Linked DNA regions of Hordeum vulgare: region 1 is linked to region 2. The links are chromatin contacts, called in public Hi-C maps. All regions are on one chromosome and are shown on one strand. The core of a region is the stretch at or near the end of the contact, and the rest is flanking DNA. Distances in the headings are between cores, read along the strand shown. Region 1 holds the start of LOC123425249 (2-hydroxy-6-oxo-6-phenylhexa-2,4-dienoate hydrolase-like). Region 2 holds the start of LOC123425247 (multifunctional methyltransferase subunit TRM112 homolog A-like).

Region 1 (6,680 bases), core at 1,237-3,736, 310 kb after region 2:
GAATGGTCCAGAAACGAAGATTGATATATAGGATTGTTACATTTGGCTTTCGGAAAGATTTTGGGCATTGACGGCAGTGTACCGGGAGTGACGAATGGGTTCCGGGGTTTTACTGGGAGGGGCCACCCACCCGGGAGAGAACCTGATAGGCCCATGGGTGGCACACCAGCCCTTAGTGGGCTGGTGAAGCCAGCCCAATAGGGCTATTTCGGCCAAGGAGAAAAAAACAAGGCAAAGGGAAAAAAAGAGGACGTGGGAAGGAAGAAAGGGACTCCTCCGTCCAAACCGAATTGGAGGAGGATCCCTCCTCTCCTCCCTCGGCCTAAGCCCTCCTACTTGGAGTAGGAGGCAAGCCCCACCCCTTGGTTCCTCCTATATATACTAGAGGTTTTAGGTTTTTTTGAGACACAACTTTGCCACGTGCAACCCTAAACCTCTACTTCATAGTTCTTCCTCTAGATCAGATTTCTGCGGTGCTTAGGCAGATCCCTGCAGGAATAAGATCATCACCACCACCGGCGCGTCGTCACGCTGCCGGAGAACTCATCTTCTTCCTCGTCTCTCTTGCTGGATCAAGAAGGCGGAGATCGTCATCGAGTTGTACGTGTGATGAACGCGGAGGTGCCGTCCGTTCTATACTAGATCGGGACGGATCGTGGGATGGCAGCGATTTGGACCGCGAAGACGTTCCACTACATCAACCGCATTTCTTAACGCTTCCTGCTTAGCGATCTACAAGGGTATGTAGATCCAATCTCCCTCTCGTAGATGATCATCACCATGAGAGATCTTCGTGTGCGTAGGAAAATTTTTGTTTCCCATGCAACATTCCCCAACATCGTGGAGTTCCTACGAACAATGCAAGCAAAGAAAAGAATAAGATTCGGCCCGGCTAACTCACAGTCGATCCGATTCTCGGGGGCTACACCTAGTGGGTGCGCTAGCGCGCCCCAACTAAAAAAGCAACTACAAGTAGAACACAATGAGATTCGGCCCGGCCAATTCTCGGTCGGCCCGATTCTCGGGGGCTACACCCACTGGGTGCGCTGGCGCGCCCCCACTGGCGCAAGAACAAGGAAGAAAAAACAAATCAAAGCAAATGAAAAGAAAAGGCTTGAGGACTTACGGCTGTTCGGTCCTCGAGGCAATCCAGGTCGCATTTGGCCATCAGGGCCGCATGTGACACCTTCTCGCGGCTCCGAGAGAATTCCGCCACCAGAGTTGGGATGTTGCTGAGTTCGGCGCCTAGGGGCAGAGTTACGCGTTCGGCGTTGGCCACACACCAGGTCTTCATGGGCCGGCTCCTAGCGCGGTCGGGCCGCGATTGGCCACGACAATGGTGCCGTCTGCGGGTGGTGGGCCCGCGGCTGGCTCCCTCGATGTTCCGGACGGCACCGTCTCCGCAACCGGAGGTGGATTTGCCGTCTCCGGCGCCTCCATCGTCGTCTCCGGCGCCTCCATTGTCATCTCGGGTGCGCCTTCTACATCAGCTTCAGGCGCGTCGGGGATCACATCGAGATCCACTGGCGTGGAGGGTGCCGGCTCGGCGAACTTGGCTTTCCCGGCCCCCTTGGTGCGGCTTGGGGCCGGCTCGCTAGCCAAATGAAAATTGAGTTTGATTTGTGTGTATTCATCTAATTCATAGCCAAAGCTTAGAAACTGCAACCAAGATGAAGAGAAAACATAGCCAAACTTTGGATACTACAAATAAGAAAAATGGAAAAGGGTGTAAAAGGTGACCTTTGCTAATTCTGAATTTTAATATCACATATAATGCATAGTTCATGTCGTTATTTGCTCTCAAATTACCGCTCCCATACATGTACAAGTGTAGATCAGGGAAGGAGAAGAAGATGAAGCTTGCTAAAAAGGATCGAAGTTGTCCTATGGTACCATTTGACAGCCTTGCAATGGGCACTAGAAGCAAAAAAGATTAACCCAGCCAGCCCCGCAATGAGACAAGAAGCAAAGAAAAGGCTTAGCTTGTGAACAAAATTTCATTTCTTTCGGTTAAAGTCACTTACGTTGCTGCTCATGTCATGTGTTCATGTCGTTTTGGTCACTTTTGTGTAGTCCATGGTTATGATGACAATCCTTTTGTGTTGCTCATATGATGTGGACTTAGATGTTGAACCCATATATGTGAATCTGGATATGTTGTACGTGATATATGCATATTTGGATGTGAGCCAAGCTAGTGTTAAATATGGAATTCTCTCTTTGATTAAGCCCACACGTTAGGGTGGGAGAAAATACAGAGGAGAAAGGCATATGCATCCCAGGACTCGATGCTGCTCGGCAGAGGAATCATACGCAACGCATCGCGCCGGGCAGGGCAAAATGCTATACTAGTCTCGTGGCATCGGGCAGGCACCAGACACCAGTACGAGCGCCGACATGTTTCAGCTCAGCCTCCCGTGACGCTCCGAAATTTAGCATCCGCTTCACCTTTTTAATCCCTCCCCGCTATAAGAAAAGCAAGCAAAGAATCGCCTTTCATGCTTCTCCGATCCTCGTTTGGGGCGTCCCACCACCACCAAGCAAACCAAAACCCCAAACTTAGCAAAAACCCAAATTTAACCCCGCTCGCTCTCGTCTTCTCGTCCCCCACCGCCGCTCCTCCTCCCCGCCGCGCCAGCCTCTCTCCGCCCGGATCCTCCACCCTTTGTCGGCGATCGCCGGAGACCCCCGCGCCGGTGATCTCCGGCGGTCGCCAGCAATGCCTCCCCCACCGCCGTCCGTCGCCGGCAAGGCCCGGTGCTTCTTCAGCTTCGCGGCGATGCGGGACCGCTGCTTCAGCCGCCGCTTCCTCGCCGCCGGCCTCCGCCCGGTCTCCATCCAGCTCCCCGACTCGGCGGACCCCGTCACCACCGTCCACATGTGGGTCCCCGCCAGGCCGCCACGCAACCCCCTGCTCCTCCTCCACGGCTTCGGCGCGTCCGCCACGTGGCAGTGGTACCCCTACCTCCGCCCCCTCATCGCCGCCGGCTTCGACCCCATCGTCCCCGACCTCGTCTTCTTCGGCAACTCCAGCACCCGCCTCCCCGATCGCTCCGACACGTTCCAGGTCCGTCTCGCCGAGGCCTGGGCCCGATCTGTCAGCCTTCACCCCCTGCATCCTCATCCTTGACACCTCTCTGCTTGTGTCAGGCGTGGTCGATCAAAACGGCGCTGGATGCCATCGGGGTGACCAAGTTTGGGCTGGTTGGGGTCAGCTATGGAGGGTTCGTGGGGTACAGGATGGCGGCGATGTACCCGGACGCCGTGGAGAGGGTGACTATGGTGTGCGCCGGCGTCTGCCTGGAGGAGAAGGACCTCGCTGAGGGTCTGTTCCCTGTGGCCGGGGTCGATGAGGCGGCAGCGCTGCTGGTGCCACGGCGGCCGGAGGAGGTGCGGCGCCTGGTCAGGCTCACATTCGTGAAACCGCCAATCATCATGCCGTCGTGCTTCCTTTGGGACTACATTAAGGTCAATTGCCGCTTCGTTCTGATTTTCGCTATTAAATTTTACTAGTACAACTGGTTTGAAATTCACTATATTTAATTGAACGACGCGACTACAGGATGTCAGATAATAACATTATAAAATCATAGGAGGGACTAGAGAATTATGTTTTCTAAGTCAGCATTGGGCAGCAGCTGTGTCGAGTTTTGTTTCATTTTTCACATACAAGATTTTACTACTTTGCACGCGGTGGTGCAGGCAACCGACTTGCTCATTTAAATATCTGCAACCTGATCGTCTGGCCCAGTTTAATCACTTGAAGCCTCTGTCAAAATGGTCTACACTTGAAATACAGGATCCTGATAGGCACATACTATCCATGTTAGTTTAATTGGCTGATTACTGATTGTACTGCACATCCATCTTCGCTCTCGAGCCAATTTGATTTGCAAATCAAACACTGCCACAAATCTTTACCTAATAATAAAGAGGCTATGGCTTCCGTCGGAAAACCCACTGAGGTGATTTTACAAAAAAGCCCTTACTGTTTATGACATTAAACTCATAGTATATATTAAATATTTTTTTAAATACTCATATCTTTTCAACCGTAACTCCAAATTTAACATATTATACATGGAATTTGATTAGAAAAATATGTAGAATTTAAATATGATATCATTTTATCTGTTAAACGTTTAATAAAAATACTATCTAGGGTGCAATCTTAATAAATAAGTCATTATTCGTCTTTCTTTCATACCGGTACTCATCCGGGTTGGGGATGAACACGTCAACAAAATTAGGATTAGAGATGAAACTGAAGGTCACTTGACTGATTCTCTGTACGTATTAAATCTACATGCAAGCCGTGTTAAAATAAAAGACCTGTGAAATTTTGAACTGCACTTTTGTAGGATAAGACCATCTTTATTTGTATCGTAACTATAAATTCTCAAATTATAGACATTTTTTATAAATTAAAAGCGTGTGTTGTGTGGTATTTCTTTTCCCCGTTGCAACGCATGGGCCCTTTTGCTATTATAACCTAAGTAAAGTGGTAACATCTGTTTGCCTTCCAGTTTTTGCACATAATTTGTCAGATTGCTTCGAGAGAGATGTGTACTGAGGTGGCATATGGAGTGGAGGGGGTATTTATTGCACTATTGTCTGTTTGTTGTGGTTGAAAGCAACTCACTGAATCCATTACGTGGCTGATGTAATGAGCGCCAGAGATTTGCCGGAGCCGGCAAAGCCTCGGAATATTCACACGTGTCAGCAGCTTAGTAGCACATCACTGTTTTTGTTTGTCCTGGTGCATATGCTTTACATATGTGATCTGCTTTTGTTGAGTCAGAGGCATTGGTCACCCGACACTTGCAAGTGGAGGGTCCATAGTAAATTAGTGATAACATACATGATTTAATAGTTCTGTAGGCCCATCATTTCTTTGCTCACTCATGTATACCTTGAGTTCACATTTGTGTATGGTTGGCACAATGAGTTAATTAGCATAGTATGCCCCTTTGGCTGTTTTATTATCTCCTATAAATAAATTGTTTGTTACAGCACATAAAAGCCAAGGATAGTGAATTAACTAACTTGCATGTTGGAGATCGGTTGGAGTTGCAGTTCAGATGCAATCAGTTGTTTCTTAGATAGGGGTGGCATTTCCTTAAAGAAAGTAACATAAAAGGGATGGAATTGGAATTTAAAATGAAATAAAATATTAGGTTGACAAAGATAATATTATACCCTTTTCGTTGTGGTTTTTTTTTTTGACTCGTTTATATTGACAATATCATTTGCTTCTCAAGAATGTTGGCTAGTAAAGTTTGAAAAGAACAAAAATGACGAGTGTCTTCTTAATGGTGGTGTGTGGTAAAGACCAGGTGGACTACATTGTTTGAGATAGCAAAAATCCTACTTAGAAAGAAGTGATTTAACCTTTAGCAGTCACTCATTAAAAGGATGGTCTATGGTACATGCATGTATGCAGTTTGTGAAAGTACTGACCTACTGGATCAAAAGGGAGTGTCCCTAAAAAAAGGCAGTGGAAAGTGAAAGAGAAAAAACGAGCTAAATTATGGAGATGAGCTTTGAGCCTTTTCCAACAATGCTCCCACTTACTGTAAAACACTACAGCTGTTGAAATTGGCATTATTTTGGAATACATTAGTATCTAAGATTCAGATCAGAACTGAAAAGCAGGTTTTGGTTTTGGTCCTGGAATATTAGCAACCCAACTGTAAAAAATGTAAACTTGGTTTGTGATAATACTCTGATATACTTCAATGAGCTTTTAAATAAAAAAAGGTTGGTGCTCACAGAGCTTTAAACTTCATGGAGATTGGATATGACATGAGTGATGTGACAGTGGTGCGTTGCTCCAGTCCTTGTTCAATTTTAGTGATGAAATGATCTGTGCTTTCAGTGCTCTCTTCCTCTTACATTAGGTCACCAAATAAAGTGTTAAATAATGTTCCAAGATTATCTAGAAAAGGGTGTTTGCTTCCTCAGAGTATTTACCCTAACAAAGAAGAATTTGAATTTTCCCATCTAAATTGTGGACCCTTTCCTTTGTCTACTACATCAGGTGATGGGCTCAGATCATATCGAGGAGAAGACTGAGCTACTACACGCTTTGATTAGTGGGAGGCAACTTTCTACTCTTCCAAAACTACGTCAGGTAGTTTCTTGCAAAATTCTGCTCTCATAGTTGAAGCCTGAAAGGCCTACTAATGCATGCTTGTGATGGTCATGAGTTGATATATAGGAGTACAGTCCTATGACACTTGTTTCTGCGGTCTGTTTAACATTGTACTGTTTTGGCTCTCTGACATAATGCAGAAGACGCTGATAATTTGGGGGGAGCAAGATAAGGTGTTCCCGATGGAATTGGCTCACAGATTGAAGAGGTTCGAAGATGTTAACCTTTCAATGAACATTTCGACCGCACGAGTTTGCGGCGCCTGCATCCCTTGAAACTTGAAACTAACCACCGTGCCGACATGTGAACAAATTGGCAGGCATCTGGATGGGAACTCTCGGTTGGCAGTTATACACAACGCTGGGCACGCAGTCAATCTTGAGAAGCCTACAGAGGTGTGCAAGAGCATCATCGAGTTCTTCCAAGAGCCGGTCCCCGAAGCTTCAAACGACGAAAGGGTAGGCTTCACATCTTCAAGGGCATCCTTTAGCCATGTCCATGTGAACAATCTCCTGAGACGTCGTAG
Region 2 (6,516 bases), core at 1,050-3,549:
GTAATCTCTATTTACCTCTAACGCTCTTTGTACTGCCTTGACAGTTGATGAATAGCTGGAAAAGTTTCCACAAAAGTAAATTAAGCCTAACTAAAGATACCCTAAGCTACTCCCCTTAAAACATCTATAAGTCACTAATTAAATCTAGAGTTTATGCTTCTCACAGAAAAATGCACTTGATGCCCTTTGGTGTATTTTCCTAAAAAAGAAAGAAAGATTGACAAACCACGCAAACCTGGCCAAATGGACCGTCCCGACCACCCCTCACTAAACAAGCCTGGCATGACATGGCCATGACAACCCGTTTATAAGCGGACATATTATGTCAGCATGCATGCTACACTTCCACGCCAGACACGACACATTAGTTAAGTGTGTCGACCCCGTGACTCTGTTATGGGTTACGTGTTTTGGGGTCAATTTAGGTTGTTTTGAGACTTTTGGGCCTATATATAAAAAATAAATTTTAAAAAACATTGTGTGCAGCCATGCGAACCTCACTTTGCGGCCGAGGCACAACCCCCGGCATTCTGCATGCCGAGCACGACCCGGTTAGCCACGTGCCGAGCCACACCCATGATGGGCTGAGCATGTGTGCTAACACGCGACACACGGTCCAATTGTCGGGCAAAGGTGGCCATTTGGGTCAGGCCAAGCACGACGAGACGGTAGCCCGCGTGCCAAACCATGATGGGCTTGGCCCGACACAAATTTAATTGGGCCATGTGAACGGCATGGCCCATTTACCTTTTTATATTAGCGTTAAAACATGGACCTCCTATGTGCCACTCGTTGTGGCCGATTGTCGAGCGGACGCACACGGGGTCGCCCCACTAGGCCAGCCTAGTTTTTTTTTTATCTTACGAAAATCTGATAACTTCCTTTTTTGCTATTCCTTTTTCCCTTTTCTGCTTATTTCCTTTCTCTTTTTCTTTTTTGGTCCGTATTTTCTTTCTTTCTTCCTTTTCTTTTTGAATTTGAAGCAAACACATTTTTGAATTTGAAGAGCATTTTTTGAAAATCCAGAATTGTTTTTAAATTTATGAACAGTTTGGAAAACGACATTTTTTTTGTAATTTGGAACATTTTTTAACAGCAAGAAGATTTTTCGAAATTTAAGAACAACTTTTGAACATGAACTTAGTTTAAAAGCTGTACAAAATTTTGATATTTCGAATTTTTCTTGGAATTACAGAATATTCTTGAAAGTACCGAAAATTTGCTTAAAATACCAAACATTTTTGGAAAATCTCAAACATTTTTTGAAGTTATGATTGTATTTGAAAAACGACAACTATTTGAAATTTAGAACATTTTTTTAAAAGGCAAAAATATTTGTAAAATTTGAAGAACAATTTTTAAAACCGAGAACATTTTTTTAAAATCATGAATATTTTTTGAAGTTATGAATGTTTTTTAAAAACGGCAAGTAATTGAAATTTAGAACATTTTTCGAAAAAGACAAAGACATTTTTCCAATTTGAAGAACAATGTTTGAATATCCAAAATATTTTTTGAAAACACAAACATTTTTTGAATTTATGAACAAATTTTGGTAATCAACATTTGTTAAAAAGTCGGAACATTTTTTGAAATTTAAGAACAATTTTCGAACACAAACTTAGTTTAAAAATTGAACAAAATTTTGTTATTTCGAATAGTTTTTGAAAATAAAAAAGTTTTTTTAAAATACCCATCATTTTCTTAAAAATCGAACATTTTTTAAAAATTTCGAATATTTTTTGAAGTTATGAATGTTTTTGAAAAATGACAACTATTTAAAATTAGAACGTTTCTTTAAAAACAAAAAAAAATGTATTGAAGAAAAAAAATGAAAACCCTAAACATTTTTTGAAAATCAAGAAACTTTTTTGAAACAGAAACAGAAAACAAAAAATTACAGGAAAAAATAAAAAAAAAACAGTTTGAGAAATCTTCTTGAAGTTTTCCAAAACATGAAAAACTTGCTGGAACCTCTAGAAGATTTTCCAAAACCGAAATCAATGAAACGTGTGAATGGGCCAGCCCGTTTAAATTGCTCGCCTGCTCTCCCTGTGCATTTGCCGGACACTTTGATGCAACAAGTGTGAAATTGGATATTCTGTTAAAACAGCATACAATCAGGCTGGTTGGTGGGCTAGACCTGCCGATGGGCCGGCCAGTTTCCTTGTTCTGCCGTGCCTGGGCGAGGGAGCACAGCACACGTCTCAGCCCAGCACGGTCCATGTAGTTGACGTCCCCTAAAAAAACAAAACAAAAAAAACAATGTACTTGACCACGTGCCTGGGTCTAATATCGAAGTCGAAGCAACCAGCCCAGAAGGGCCGAAACCCAGTCCCGCTACTCCACTTTCCCTTCTCCTTCCAATCCACCACTCCGCCGCTAGGGTTTTCAGGTTTTATTGCGCAGCAGCGGCGGCGGTCGGCGGCGACAACCAAACCACCGCGAGAGCTCGAGCGAACTCGAGGTGGGGGGAGATGAGGCTCCTCACGCACAACTTCCTGGCGTCGAACGTGAAGGGCGTGAGCACGGGCTACCCGCTCGCGCTGGAGGTCGCCAAGACGTCCATCAAGGAGGTGGAGCTCAACGTCGACTTCCTCCGCGGGATCCTTCCCAAGATCGACTGGCGGGCGCTCTTCGCCGCGACCAGCGCCGCTGGGTTCCCGGAGCTGCTCGCGGCGGAGCAGCCGCCCGAGGCAGAGCTCTTCGCCGAGGGCGCCGCGGACGTCGAAGGCAGCGCGATCCGCCGCCTCCACCACGCGCTCCTCGAGATCCACGTCGAAGAGGGCACCCTCGTTTGCCCCGATAGCGGCCGCTCCTTCCCCATCCTGAAGGGCGTCCCCAATATGCTTCTCCACGAGGACGAGGTGCGGCACTGACTCGCGAGTATCACCAGCCGGCTGCCTTGCTTGCTTGTTTGTTTGCTCGTGCCACATACGGTTGGTTATGTATGCACTTCCAGGGCTTGGACTCCTAAGATTGTGCGTATGAACTATCTTAGTATGAATTGTGTATTTTTGAAGTCGTGCCTTGATAAAAACTACTCCTACCTGTGACGTTTTGCTCCAAATCGCGCTTTTGTTTCATATATTGGGGCTTCTGAACCTCGACTTTACTCAACTGCAGCTGCCATTCTTGTTGGCAAATTGTCCTTGGGTAATCATGAATGATTTAGTACACGGTAGTGTGAGGGATTGCTTTAGGGGGCAATCAACATATGAAATTACAGTTTATTTGTTGTTAAGTACAGTATAATTTGGAGTTTTGTTGAGGAAAATAGGAAATTATTTTTTGATTGAGTAATTTGGGGTCAAAACTATTGTACTTTAGGATCGAAACTCTGGAATTTGCTTAGCGTGCATTTTTATTCTCACTGAGGTGTTAGAATATTCAATCATCTTGTAGTATGCATGGTGTTAGTACTGTGATTGGGACTGGTAATGAATCAACCATTCATCTTGTATACTAGATGAAATTTTGATTATGATTTGTGCCAAAACTACCAATTGAGGGCTGTATGAATCTGGCTGTATTTTTTGTTATGTGTATGTAGGGTGTGTTCAGGTGCAGAGTTTTCAGCCATACCCATCAAACAATTTCGTACACTTGTTTGAAAATCCGAATCTTCCTCTTACTGGATCTCATTGGTGTACACCATATATATTCTTCTTATACCATACATCATTGGTGTACCTGTGTTGATTCAAAATAAGAAAAACCTGTGTTGCACACATCTATATGCTAACACACTGTGTACAAAATAAGAAAAACCTGTATATGTTAACTCTGTGTCCAATCTAATGGGCGAGTCTCGAAACTGCATGCTAGTCTTAATCATGTACTCCCTCTGTACCATAATATTTGTTGTTGGGGAGAACTAATCTAGTTTTCCCCAACAAGTATTTGGGAACAGAGGGAGTAGACAGGAACATCAAGTCCCACAACTGTTTTCTACTATCCGTCTATCCCCAAGTGTCGTTGTCAGTTGTCCTATTTGTTATGGCAGCATAGGCATCAGTTGCTTGCTTGCTCATATCATTTTCCCATTTGGGTCCAGCCGCCAACTTCCACTTGATGTTCAATGTTTTTGTAAGATGCTTTACCTTTTAGAAATGTGGTTAAATCGTAACAACAAAGTAATTGAGAGCTTATGGTGATCCTGATAGCAATTGGCCGGTTAATGTTTTGCTCCTTTATACAGTCCCCTATAAACCGAGTTGTTTCCATTTTTCTGGAGCAGATATTCGTCCATTTTATTGCTTGCGTTTTAGGTGAATAGGTTATGCCAATGGCTTTGATATAAAGTTCAGTACAAAAAGGTGTGCAAGTTTTGTATTGTAGGTTTTTAGATTTTTGGTACATAATACTACCCCAGCAACTAAATCTCCAGCGAAAGTATCAACTAAATTTTACAAAAGCTAACATGATGTACTGTTTCACAACTATATATGTGGATATGTGCAGCTAGACACCCAGTACTGTTTGAGGAAATCTCCATATGTATTTAACAGTTGAGAACTTTTGTCAAATGGAGCTCTGGGTTCTTTTGGTCATGTGAGATCCAACCAGGATTTTTGTTGTTGTAGTAGCACCTCTGAATTCTGCACTGGTCCACACAAATTGCAGCAGATCAAGCTAGGCAGCTAGCTTGGCCTACGAAATAATGAAACCCACAACTCCTGGTGGTTGGGTTGGTGACCAAAATGCAAATTTCTAGCGTTAGTAGTCTGCAGGCACATCACAATGTGGTGGGACGTCCTGAGAGGCTCGTTTTAGGAGCATAGAGAGAAGTTCTGGTTTTGGGTGGCAGTTCCATATTTGACTAAGACGTTTGATCACTTGTACACCACATCTCGCTGTACGTCCAGTGCGTTCATTATAGCTTCATCCAGTACACATTTGCAAGACTTGCTGTAGAAATCTTTGGAAGATCATGTCTTATGGTACTGGTACGGCGGCCGGGCCCGGCCATTGAAGAACCTTCAGCTGCCCCTGTTAAATGCAACCCACTGTGGGTGCACGCCCGTTCTAGGAAAATGAATGGTGAAACATTGATTGAGGAGTGAGGACTGATGGAACGGGCCAGTTCCAAGATCAGAAGTAGGAGCAACATTTTCTTGGTAGGCCAACTCCAACGCACGACCCTTCGAAAAATACAACTCAATCGAAAATTAAACTGTCAAAATACAACTCAATCGAAAATTAAACTGTCAATTGTTGCACGTCTGAAATACTGTTATTATAACCCAATCAAAAATAGAAATAATATCAAATAGTATTATTATAATCCAATTAAAATTTGTTTGCACGAAAAGAAATTAAATCAATAGATGCATCTATTGGTTGTCAATGTGAGTTTACATGTGCTCAACGAAGTCATTCTGAAGCTGGATATGAGTATGTAATAACAACCCAATCAAAAATAGAAATAATATCAAATAGTATTATTATAATCCAATTAAAATTTGTTTGCACGAAAAGAAATAGATGCATCTATTGGTTGTCAATGTGAGTTTACATGTGCTCAACCAAGTCATTCTAAAGCTGGATATGAGTATGTCAATAACGCAATTCACGATGAAACTGGACAAACTGTTCAAATGTTGTAGGAGGTGCATGCTCAGGCTCAACATTTTCATCCTGAAAATCAAACCATTGGTCGTAGATGCTATCATCACGCTCATCCTTCACGTGATGTTAAGCATGATCATATAAGCAGTCATCACCTCCCAAAGCTTCTTCGTATTTCATGTCAATGCAGGGTTACTGAAGCACACGCAAAGCACGCTCCACATCCTTCCTAGCACTCTCCTGCATTTGGGCAAACCTCTGACGCTTCTCTCCTTACAGGTTGGATATGTTCTTCATGAGAGCGGACCACTGAGGATAGATACCATTAGCTAGATAATATCCCTTGTTGTAATGGTGACCATTGATCTCAAAGTTGACCTCCGGGGAGTGGCCTTCTGCAAGCCTTGCAAACATCGGAGAACGCTGAAGAACACTAATATCATTCTGAGAACCAGCCGTGTCGAAGAAAGAATGCCATACCCACAGATCTTGTGAAGCCACAACTTCAAGTATAACAGTGGCACCTTTCACATGCCCCTTGTACTGCCCTTGTCAAGCAAATGGACAGTTCTTCACTTCAATGCATACAATCTATACTACTAAGCATGCCCGGAAAGCCCCTCTCGACATTGATCGCCAACAACCTCTCTGTGTCGGCTGCAGTTGGCTCTATGAGGTACTCAGGGCCGAACACTTTCACCATGGCCATGCAGAAACTATAGAGAGACATGATACATGTGGACTCACTCATACGAACATACTCATCCATAAGATCATCATGAATTCCATATGCTAGCATGCGGATAGCCGTTGTGCATTTCTGGTATGAAGAGAAAGAAAGCTTGCCTAGGGCATCCTCTTTGCACTCGAAGCATGGGTCATGTGCGACCACACCCTCACGAATACGATTGAACACATGCCTTCTCATTAAAAATTGGCGACGAA

What was found. A called contact is a pair of places that touch in the nucleus more often than the background predicts.
Region 1: a Hi-C map of seedling shows a contact between it and region 2, with 5 times the contacts expected there. The contact joins the promoter of LOC123425249 here to the promoter of LOC123425247 in region 2. A contact is called at or near these places in 3 of 6 Hi-C or Micro-C datasets (leaf and seedling) and 1 of 1 datasets of contacts at active chromatin or transcription factors (embryo).

What each region holds. Positions count from the first base shown.
Region 1 is chr2H:91,558,814-91,565,493 of MorexV3_pseudomolecules_assembly, forward strand. It overlaps LOC123425249 (2-hydroxy-6-oxo-6-phenylhexa-2,4-dienoate hydrolase-like), which reads left to right and starts at 2,487. Exons shown (of 6, transcript XM_045108925.1): 1 at 2,487-3,067; 2 at 3,151-3,468; 3 at 6,041-6,133; 4 at 6,295-6,362; 5 at 6,474-6,612. The coding sequence starts at 2,720.
Region 2 is chr2H:91,253,004-91,259,519 of MorexV3_pseudomolecules_assembly, forward strand. LOC123425247 (multifunctional methyltransferase subunit TRM112 homolog A-like) reads left to right here and starts at 2,300. Exons shown (of 1, transcript XM_045108922.1): 1 at 2,300-3,120. The coding sequence starts at 2,478. The coding sequence ends at 2,879.